2 separate regions of the Triticum aestivum genome follow, and region 1 is linked to region 2. The links are chromatin contacts, called in public HiCAR-type maps. All regions are on one chromosome and are shown on one strand. The core of a region is the stretch at or near the end of the contact, and the rest is flanking DNA. Distances in the headings are between cores, read along the strand shown.

The links. HiCAR-type assays count read pairs that join an accessible place to other places.
Region 1: a HiCAR-type map of leaf shows a contact between it and region 2, with 5 times the contacts expected there. The contact joins two enhancer-like sites. A contact is called at or near these places in 2 of 5 Hi-C or Micro-C datasets (both in leaf) and 1 of 1 datasets of contacts at active chromatin or transcription factors (leaf).

The regions. Positions count from the first base shown.
Region 1 is chr3A:574,244,143-574,248,410 of IWGSC CS RefSeq v2.1, forward strand. No RefSeq gene overlaps it. Among protein-coding and RNA genes, the nearest start is that of LOC123062301, 140 kb to the right of the region's middle. Within about 2 kb of position 1,814, at least 8 of the 8 cell types and tissues checked have an H3K27ac peak or open chromatin away from gene starts, as enhancers often do. A contact at or near this core is called in leaf, where this site is marked.
Region 2 is chr3A:574,087,429-574,091,871 of IWGSC CS RefSeq v2.1, forward strand. No RefSeq gene overlaps it. Among protein-coding and RNA genes, the nearest start is that of LOC123062301, 290 kb to the right of the region's middle. Within about 2 kb of position 1,908, at least 7 of the 8 cell types and tissues checked have an H3K27ac peak or open chromatin away from gene starts, as enhancers often do. A contact at or near this core is called in leaf, where this site is marked.

The DNA.
Region 1 (4,268 bases), core at 564-3,063, 160 kb after region 2:
TTGGATGAACAACCATCTTTTTTGAATCGATCCGATGCCACGGTTGCTTGTAATTTGGTAGGGCTCAAACATCTTCCTTTCATGGAATGTTTTGTGGACTCTCCTCCAAAAAACAATGCCCTTTTGTTGCGCGCCGGTCCTTGGATCTTGGCTAATCTCCATCCAACATTGGCAAATCAACTTGTCCTCATCTTGTGTATATGAACCGGTGTGAATGCTCTTCCGCTTCTTTTGTGCTTCCGCTCTTTGGGTGAGCTCGTCTATGAACAATGGAGCGCCACTAATATCAACATCATTGGCTTCATCTTCATCTTCACCTTCGACATAGATGTCATCGTCTTCATGCCACGAATCACCATGGTCGTAGTAAGCACGGTCGTCGGCCTCTTCATCGGGCACGTACTGGGCGCGGCCATCCTGACTTTGGGTCTCATCGGGGTCGTAGGCACGACCATGCCCACCCTAGAAGATCACGTCCTCCATGTACTGGTTGTAGAAGGGGTCGTCCACCGTCGGCGTTGAGGTTGGCATTTCGTCAAACAACACGCGGGGGGCCGGCATGGTGCCCGTGAACGGTGCACGCGCCTGCTTTCTTTGCATCTCGACGGAAGGCCGCCCGCCGCTGCTGGACCCAGGCGTCACATTGAGGTCGATGACGGCCGCGAGGCGTGGTGTGGACGGCGCGAACAAGCCCACGTCTGGCGACGCCGAGAAACGGGTTTGGTCGTCGTGCCTGGGTGGAGGAAAGCCGGGCGACATGGGCGCGTCGCGCGACGTCGGCGACTGGCAGTGCGTAGGTCGGGCGACCGACGAGCCTGTGCTCGCCGGGCCGACGGCCGCTGCATGGAACCCCGCCGGACGGCCCATGCCAAGCATGAGGATGGCGTGCGCTTTGTTGACGAGGTCCTCCTTCGCGTCGGCAGCGGCCTTGCGCCACGCGGCCTCCAGCTCCTCGCGCTGGGCGGCGAACTTGGCCGCGACGACATTCATCTTGACGGCCGCTCTCCGTTCCCTCCTCTTCGCCGATACCGCGTCCAACTTGGCGATCTCCTCCGGCGTGTACTCCGACCGCGGCTTCCTTGGCGCGTTCTTCTTCACCTTTGCGGTCGGGTCGACGGCCAGGCCGCCGGAACTCGGCGGGGCGTCGGCCATGGACGGGGAGAGAGGGGGGGCGGCGGGAGGGACGTGGGAGGGTTTGGAGGAAATGGCGCCAAATGGCCGTCGGGGGGTTTTTGGTTTCTCCCACCGACAGGCGGGCCAGGGGAGGACAAGCGCGCGCGTCCCGCCGTCCGCGCGCTGTCCGCTTCACCCCAAAACCGACGCAAGTTTGGGCCGGGGATGTGTCGAAAGCGGACACAAAGCGGACAAAAATTCGTTTGTTCCGCGCGCTAGGCCGCCTTTTTATTTCTTTTATCTCAAACGGACAGGGCCGGACAGGATAGGGTCGCGCGGTGGAGTTGACCTTATTATCGCCCGGGCCCCGCCGCCTTCACTAGCGGCGACGCGCCACACGCGTCCCGTTCCAGCCCGCCCGTGCTGTCCCCCGCCCCACGACACGCCTCCTCGCACGTGAACCCGCGCGCAAGCAAGTGCCCGTCGACACGTCCCGACGCCACCCACCGCGTATCCTCCCGGGCCATGCTCATTTGACTGACTGGTCCATGGGGACAGCGAGCCCACGCCCCCACCGGTCATCGTAACCTGATCGTACCATACCACTTTTATTCCTCGCGGCGAATAAACGACAAGGCGGGAAGCGGGGCAGGAGGATGGCGCAGGCATGCGAGATTCACTGACAGGCAGGTCCCGACGATCGCGGCCCCACCAGACATGGGCGCTGCACCGTCCGGCGCCGCATGCCCCAGGCGAGCTGGAGTCGTCCGTCTAGGACCGATGAAAGGCGAGCGGCGGGGCGGTCGTATTGGGTCGGCATGTCGTCACGCGAGCAGGCGGAGAGAGAAATGGAACGGAGGCGGTGGGTGCACAGCGCCAGGAACGGCACTGTACCGCGCAGCGACCAGCAGCAGCAGTAAGAAAAAGAGGAAGCGGCCCCGCCCGGCGATACGTCAAGTCGCGCGGCGGCTGTGCCGTGCTCCCCCAACCCACCCCAACCCCCCGAACCCCAACCCAAGGTGCGGCTACGGGCCCCTCCGTTCTACGCGGTGCGGCGCCGGTCTATAATAATACCAGTACACCCGGCGCCAGCCAAAGAATCCCACCCCACGTAGCGCTCCACATGCGTTGCGTTAGATAGACGGACCTGTCGTCCAAGAGAGCGAACCAGACACTGCCGCGCCGAGTAGACTCACTGTGCGCCTCCCCGTCCGATGGATCCGGTGCTGCGGGGAGCGGCGAGCCTCGGTGGCGGCCATGGCCAAGGTGGCGCGGGAGGAGGAGGAGGGGGAGGAGGAGGCGAGGCGCACTACAGGGGCGTGAGGAAGCGGCCGTGGGGGCGGTACGCGGCGGAGATCCGCGACCCGTGGAAGAAAACGCGGGTGTGGCTGGGCACCTTCGACACCCCCGTGGAGGCCGCCCTCGCCTACGACCGCGCCGCGCGAACCCTCCGCGGCGCCAAGGCCAAGACCAACTTCCCCGGCCACCACCACCACCGCCCGCCTCTGCAGCAGCAGCCTGTTCCGTTCGGCGGCGTCGACCTCAACTTCCCTTCGCCGTGGCACTTCGTCTACTTCTCGCCTCCTGCGGCCGCGCCGGCGCCCCGTCTCCCGCAGGAAGCGTCTCCGGCGGTCCCCGTCCCGCCGTCGACGGCGCTCGAGCTCGGCATGGCGCCCGGGCCTGCCGGCCTCCCGTTCGACCTCAACGAGCCGCCGTCGCTGCTGTTCGGGTCGTGATGCGATCGCGTAGCTGCGATCGGCCGTAGTGGACTTCTGTGACGGCGAGAGAGAGACGTGCTGACGGCCGCAAGGGGCCGGAGCCGACGGCACTGGTCCGGCTAGCTGTATATACCTATTTGTGGAAAGCTTGGCCTTTCTTCTCGGTCATTGCCCGTCTGTTTCGTTCATGCGTTTCTGCTTTCGGGTGAGCTGTCGGTAATGGTGGCGCTGGGTTAGTTGGGTTGGGTGTCTCTTTTACTACCGGAAGAGTGTTTTGCTCGGTAAACACAGGCCCTGTTTGGATACCTAGGTTAGAGTTAGTTTTGGTTAGTTGAGGCTCAAATAACCCAAAAGTATCCAAACATGGTGGGTTAGTTGGATCTAACCCAACCCAAAAAACTAGCCCACACTAGAGGAGCTTATTTGGGTTAGTTCTCTTGGGCCCACTAAAAAATTAGTAAAAAAAGTTACCCCTCCCATCCAAACATGGCCTAAAGTAGTCAAATGATTGGAAAAGAATATTTATTATCAATCTAACCCTATCATCCAAACAACTCTTTGGTTAGAGTTAGTTTAGGGTTGGTTCAAGGTTAGAATCTAACTCTAACCTCTAACTGAGTTAGAGTATCCAAACAGGGCCACATGCTTCTGGTCTTGCCTCATTAGCCCCAGGAGCCGACGGTGCGGCCGTGCACAGTGCAGCAGGCGGCGCTGTACTTTTCGCTCAGGAGTCTTCTGCGGATACTGTGCATGCGCTAATCCATTGTACTACTACTTGTTTTTTTTTTTTGCGATTATGACCTCGGATCTACTCCGTTCGGAATTACTTGTCCTAGAAATGGATGTATCTAGATGTATTTTAGTTTAGATACATCCATTTCTTTTTTTAAGGCAGATACATCCATTTCTGAGACAAGTAATTTTGAACGAAGGGAGTACTTCCTCCATTCCAAAATATAGTGCTCCCGCGCTTCTCGAGGTCCAACTTTGGTCATAAATTTAACTAACGAGACCAACTGCGGCGGGAGAAAAAATTATACAATTGAGAAATTTTTTCGAATACGAATTCAATGATATAATTTTTGATCCCGCCACAATCAGTCTTGATAGTTAAATTTACGGTCAAAGTTGAAGCACGGAGATAGAGGAAGCACTACATTGTGAAATGTAGGGAGTAGTATATTGAAATTAAAGCAGTGGTACGACACACTCCACAAAGAAAGGAAATTACACCAAGGTCCTTGGGGTACCATTTATTTTCCTAGAACGGCGACGAGCCCCTCACCAAATCGACGCCACCAAGAACTACCACTACCCTATCTACACGCCGGAAGCAGAGGAACGGGATCCCCACCTTCTCCCGCCGTCGGAGCGAGCAGAGGAGGCAAGAATCCGCGCCTCGCCGGCGGGATCTAGGGGTATTTTTAGTCGCTCCCT
Region 2 (4,443 bases), core at 658-3,157:
TACTTTGTGCAAGTTATTGTTGCGTTGTATCCTTTACTTGCTTGTGTTGTTAGCATCATATAGGTTGCTCACCTAGTTGTATTTCTAGACAACCTATTTGTTGTTATTCTTAATTTGTTAAGAAAGGCTAAAAATTGGTAGTTACCTATTCACCCCCCTCCTAGTCAACCATATTGATCCTTTCACAAAGGCAGCTGGACGACCTACAGTTGGTCACGACCTAGGATACCATGACCCCATGATGCATTCATTATCACCTTTACTCAATGATGGCATAATCTAGTTAAATACGATAGTTAACAATATTAATAGCCACGAAAAGTCACCCGTGCATGTGGCCATCAACCATTTATACGAGCCCGTTACAACACCCCTTCCTAGTGCACTCTATATAAGCTGGGTGTTGGGCATTAGGCTGAGGGTTGAACTCTCTCACATTGTAACCTACACCAAGAACAAGAACGCCACACACAAGTAGGGTATTACCTCCACTGAAGAGGGTTTGAATCTGTATAATTCCTTGTCCGTACTCCCACCGTGTTGGTCGATAGATATGATTGCCTCTACATCCACACTCGCGTAGTATTATCAGGATTATATCCAGGACAAATATTTACAGAATGACATTTTTATTATTTACAGCATGACATTTTTTATTCTTAAGAGCATGGTAAATTCATTTTAAATGGCATCAAAAATTTTATTTTTGAATCACGACAGTTTTCTTTGTATTATTTTTGTTTTGACAAAGAAAATAGGGGATATTGCAATTTTAATATTTTGTTTCATGTCACTGTAATTATTAAGAGCATAAATTTTTTATTATTAAGGGCATGACATTTTTTATCTATAGCACGCTAATATTTTTAATGGCATGGTTATATTAGTTATTGAATGTCGAAATTTCCTTTCTGTGCGTTTTTTTGACAAAGAAAATAGACAAGACGACAATTTTAATATTTTTATCATGGATTTGTTTTCTAATTTAATGGCATTTTTATCTGTCTAGATCATGGCAATATCCCTTTTGTTTCTTAACAATTTTGAAAATTGAATCATTATCATCATAAAACTAAAAAAACTTGCTTGCCATGGCAGCCAAAATTTTGTTATCATGACAACTCAAATTATAGAACCACGACAAAGTTAGCAATGCATTTTTTTCTTTTTTTATGTTTTTGTGCCATGGCAAATTTATGTACTCACTTTTAAATTAATATGCAATTTTACCATGTATGATTTTATATGGTGGCATTTTTATTTAAAATGTTTTGTTCACATGGCAACTAGCAATTTTTTTCTATACATGTTTTTTCTTTGAGTTTTTTTGGGTTAGTTGTGTGTTACAACGCAAAAAAAAAAGAGTGTTAATGCGAATGGTCTTTTTTGGCCCAATTGAGGCCCAGATACGTACAACGAAGGTTCCCTTAGCAAATGATTCGTTTGCTGGAACGGGACCTCCCTGTGGGGAACGTTCCCCAAATATTAGGGTCTTATTTTCCGTTAGGTTGTGCTTAGATCTTGGAGTTTGCCGCTCCTTGTTCATTTGCTGACTCTAGCCCCGGTATGATGCAAAACTGAGAGTCGTATCAGTGGCAAATATTTGTCCAGCTGAGAAATTTCACGAGCTCGCGATACAGGCTCCGTGTTTCCCGCTTCCAGAAGGGGGGAGGCACTTACGCCCACGTACTATTGGGCCAATGTGGACGGGGCAGTAGGATCCAAGCGATGTGGGCCCAGCCGCACTGGCTGGACGCCGCGCCGGCCACGGATCCGGTCAAGAACCGCCCGCCGCGCGGCGCCACACACGTCTTCCCGCCACGTGCGGCACGGCCCGACCTGCTCCCATCGCCGCGACACGGCACCTCTGCTCCGGCCTCCGTCGGGGGACCCGCCCGCCGGCCCGGCCCTGACTCGCACACACAGCCCCAGGCGCTCATCGTCTCACCCGTCCCATCCGTCCTTTGCGCGACAGTGCGCGTCCAGACTCGCGGCTTGACGAACGGCGCCGTTCGATTCAATTCGCGTATGGATAACCCTCTCCCCCTCACGTCGACTCTTTCTCTGTTTTCCTTTTCTTTTTCGTTTTTGCAATAATATACACGTCGCCTTCGTTATAGGGCGGCCAGCAGGCGGGCAAAGGCTACACGGTGCGTGGCAGATTGGCAGGCGCCGCTGGGCACAGGAAACGGCAGGGTAGCTTTTCCGGCGCAGCGATGAGTGAGAAGGGTGCATGCATGGGACTGGCGGGAGCGGCGCGGTGCGGACGGGCTCGTGGAGCGTCGGACGTAGCCTTGTGGTCAGATGACATCACGGCTATGGTCTTGGTCAGTCTGTTCCAGCGGCGCTGGTCGCATTGGGGGGCGGCCTGCCCCGTACTGCAGGCCAGCGGAGAATCTGGGCATAAAGACGGTATCGTCCTCGGCTTAATCAAGAGTGCAGCCGAGTGATATTGCCTCGCTTTTTTTTTTGAGAAATCAAGTGATATTGCCTCGTGTACATACGTCCAGCGCATCGTCTATACCTGGCGGGCCGGGCCTGACCAAGCCCGAGATAGAAAACTCAGGCCCAAGCCCGGCCCAGCCGTCGGGCCTACTTTTTAGATCCAAGCCCGGCCCGCCACTACAAAAGCCTGCCAGGCCTCGGGCCTCTTCAATAAAGCGCAAAAATAGTGAGCCCAGACCCGGCGTGGCCCGGGAGCAGCGTCGGGTCGGGCCGGGCTGTCCATGCCCATAAAAACATGGAATACTGCTAAAAAAACATGGAATTAATTATGTGGACCAGGGCAACTCGTCGACACAAACGGACGCAGATTTTATGCGTCTTTTATCCGTTTGAGTCGGCTCCGACTGCGTATGACTGGTGCGCTTAGCCAGCCGATGCAATTTTTGTTCGTGTCTAAATTTTTGCTAATGAAATTTTATTAAAAAAGGCTAACGTCGACATTTCGTGTCAGCGGCCGGCATACAAGCCCGTCAAAAAAACAATAGTTCATGCGAGCATATTTGTGAGCGGCCGGTAGAGCTGCCAGCATGCAAAAAGACAAACATAGTTCAACCATGCCATGATTTCGGCCGTGGTTCATGCTGGCACAGATGCAGGCATACAAAGAAGATGACGCTCTCAGCCATAGATCAACCATCTATTCGAGCATCTCTTTTTGCTTCTTCTCGAACCAAACCCTTCTCCTTAGGACACCTTGGGCCAGTCCACCGCCATGATCTCCACCTCCTTCGTCATTAGCGCGAGCTTCACCTTGTTTGCTTTTGTCTTTGTATGCTCTTCTCAATCTCGAGCTTCTTCGTTTGGACGGTCTCCTCGATCTCGAGCTTCTTTTGTATCTCGATGTAGGACTTTATTTGCTCCTCTTTCTCTTGCTGACTCTTCTCCTCCCTTGCTTCCTTTGGGGTCATCATGCCTTGCAAAGCAAATGTCGTTGCATCACGCCTTTGATGCTCTCGGCCGCACAAAAAATGTTGCACTCTTGTTGGATAAACCCCCACCTCGTTGAACCACGCTTGCTCGAGATGGACATCCAACCATGCTTGCTCTCAAACTTGTAGGGTGCGAACTTCTTGCGTTCATGGAATTATGCATGAATTCTCAACCAAAAGGTTGATCCTTTTTGCTTGGCACCAATGTTGGGATCTTGTCCAATATCCTTCCAACATTTGCAAATGAGCTTGCCCTCATCCTTTGTGTATGCCTTCGTCCGAATGCTTTGCCGTCTTTTCTTTTGCGCATTGGCTTGATGAGTGAGCTCACCGGCAAACAAAGGCTTTCGCTCGATGTCCACTTCATCTTCTCTCTCTTGGCCGTAGTCCTCCGGCAATTAGTGGCCTACGTGAAAGTGTCGGCCATGCCCTCTTAGCCTTGTGTGAAGGTGTCGGTCATGCCCTCTTGGCCTTGTGTGAAGTGGCCGCGGTCGTCTTGGCTTCGGCTCTCATCGGGATTGAAGCCCAAGCCACCCTTGCCACCCTCGAAAATGATGTGCTCCACGATAAAATCATTGGCCGGGTCATCTTGTGTCGATGCCGGCATTTCGTTGAATAGTTGGCGGGCGTCGGGACGGTTGCCAGTGTGGTTCTCACATGGCCGTTTCCCTTGCCCCCTAATGGATGACCTGTCGGCCATAGCTAAGGCATTGAGGCTGAAGGACGTAGGCGTGGGTGTGGCTGGCGCGGTCACACTCCCTTTCAGTGAGGTGGAGAAGGGGTGGCTTGCATTCGTGTTGTGGATGGCAGCCGGGCGTCTGCGGCATGTGGAGATGTGCGACGACTCTGCCTGTGGCGGACGGGTAGCTGACGAGCCCGTGCTCACCGTGACCATGGCAGTAGCAGCTATAATTGCTGGCTCGCCACAGCCACGGCTGAACCCTAGAATCATCGGGACATGTTGCATGGCCTTGGTGACGAGGGCCTCATTCTCTGTGATGGTGGCCTC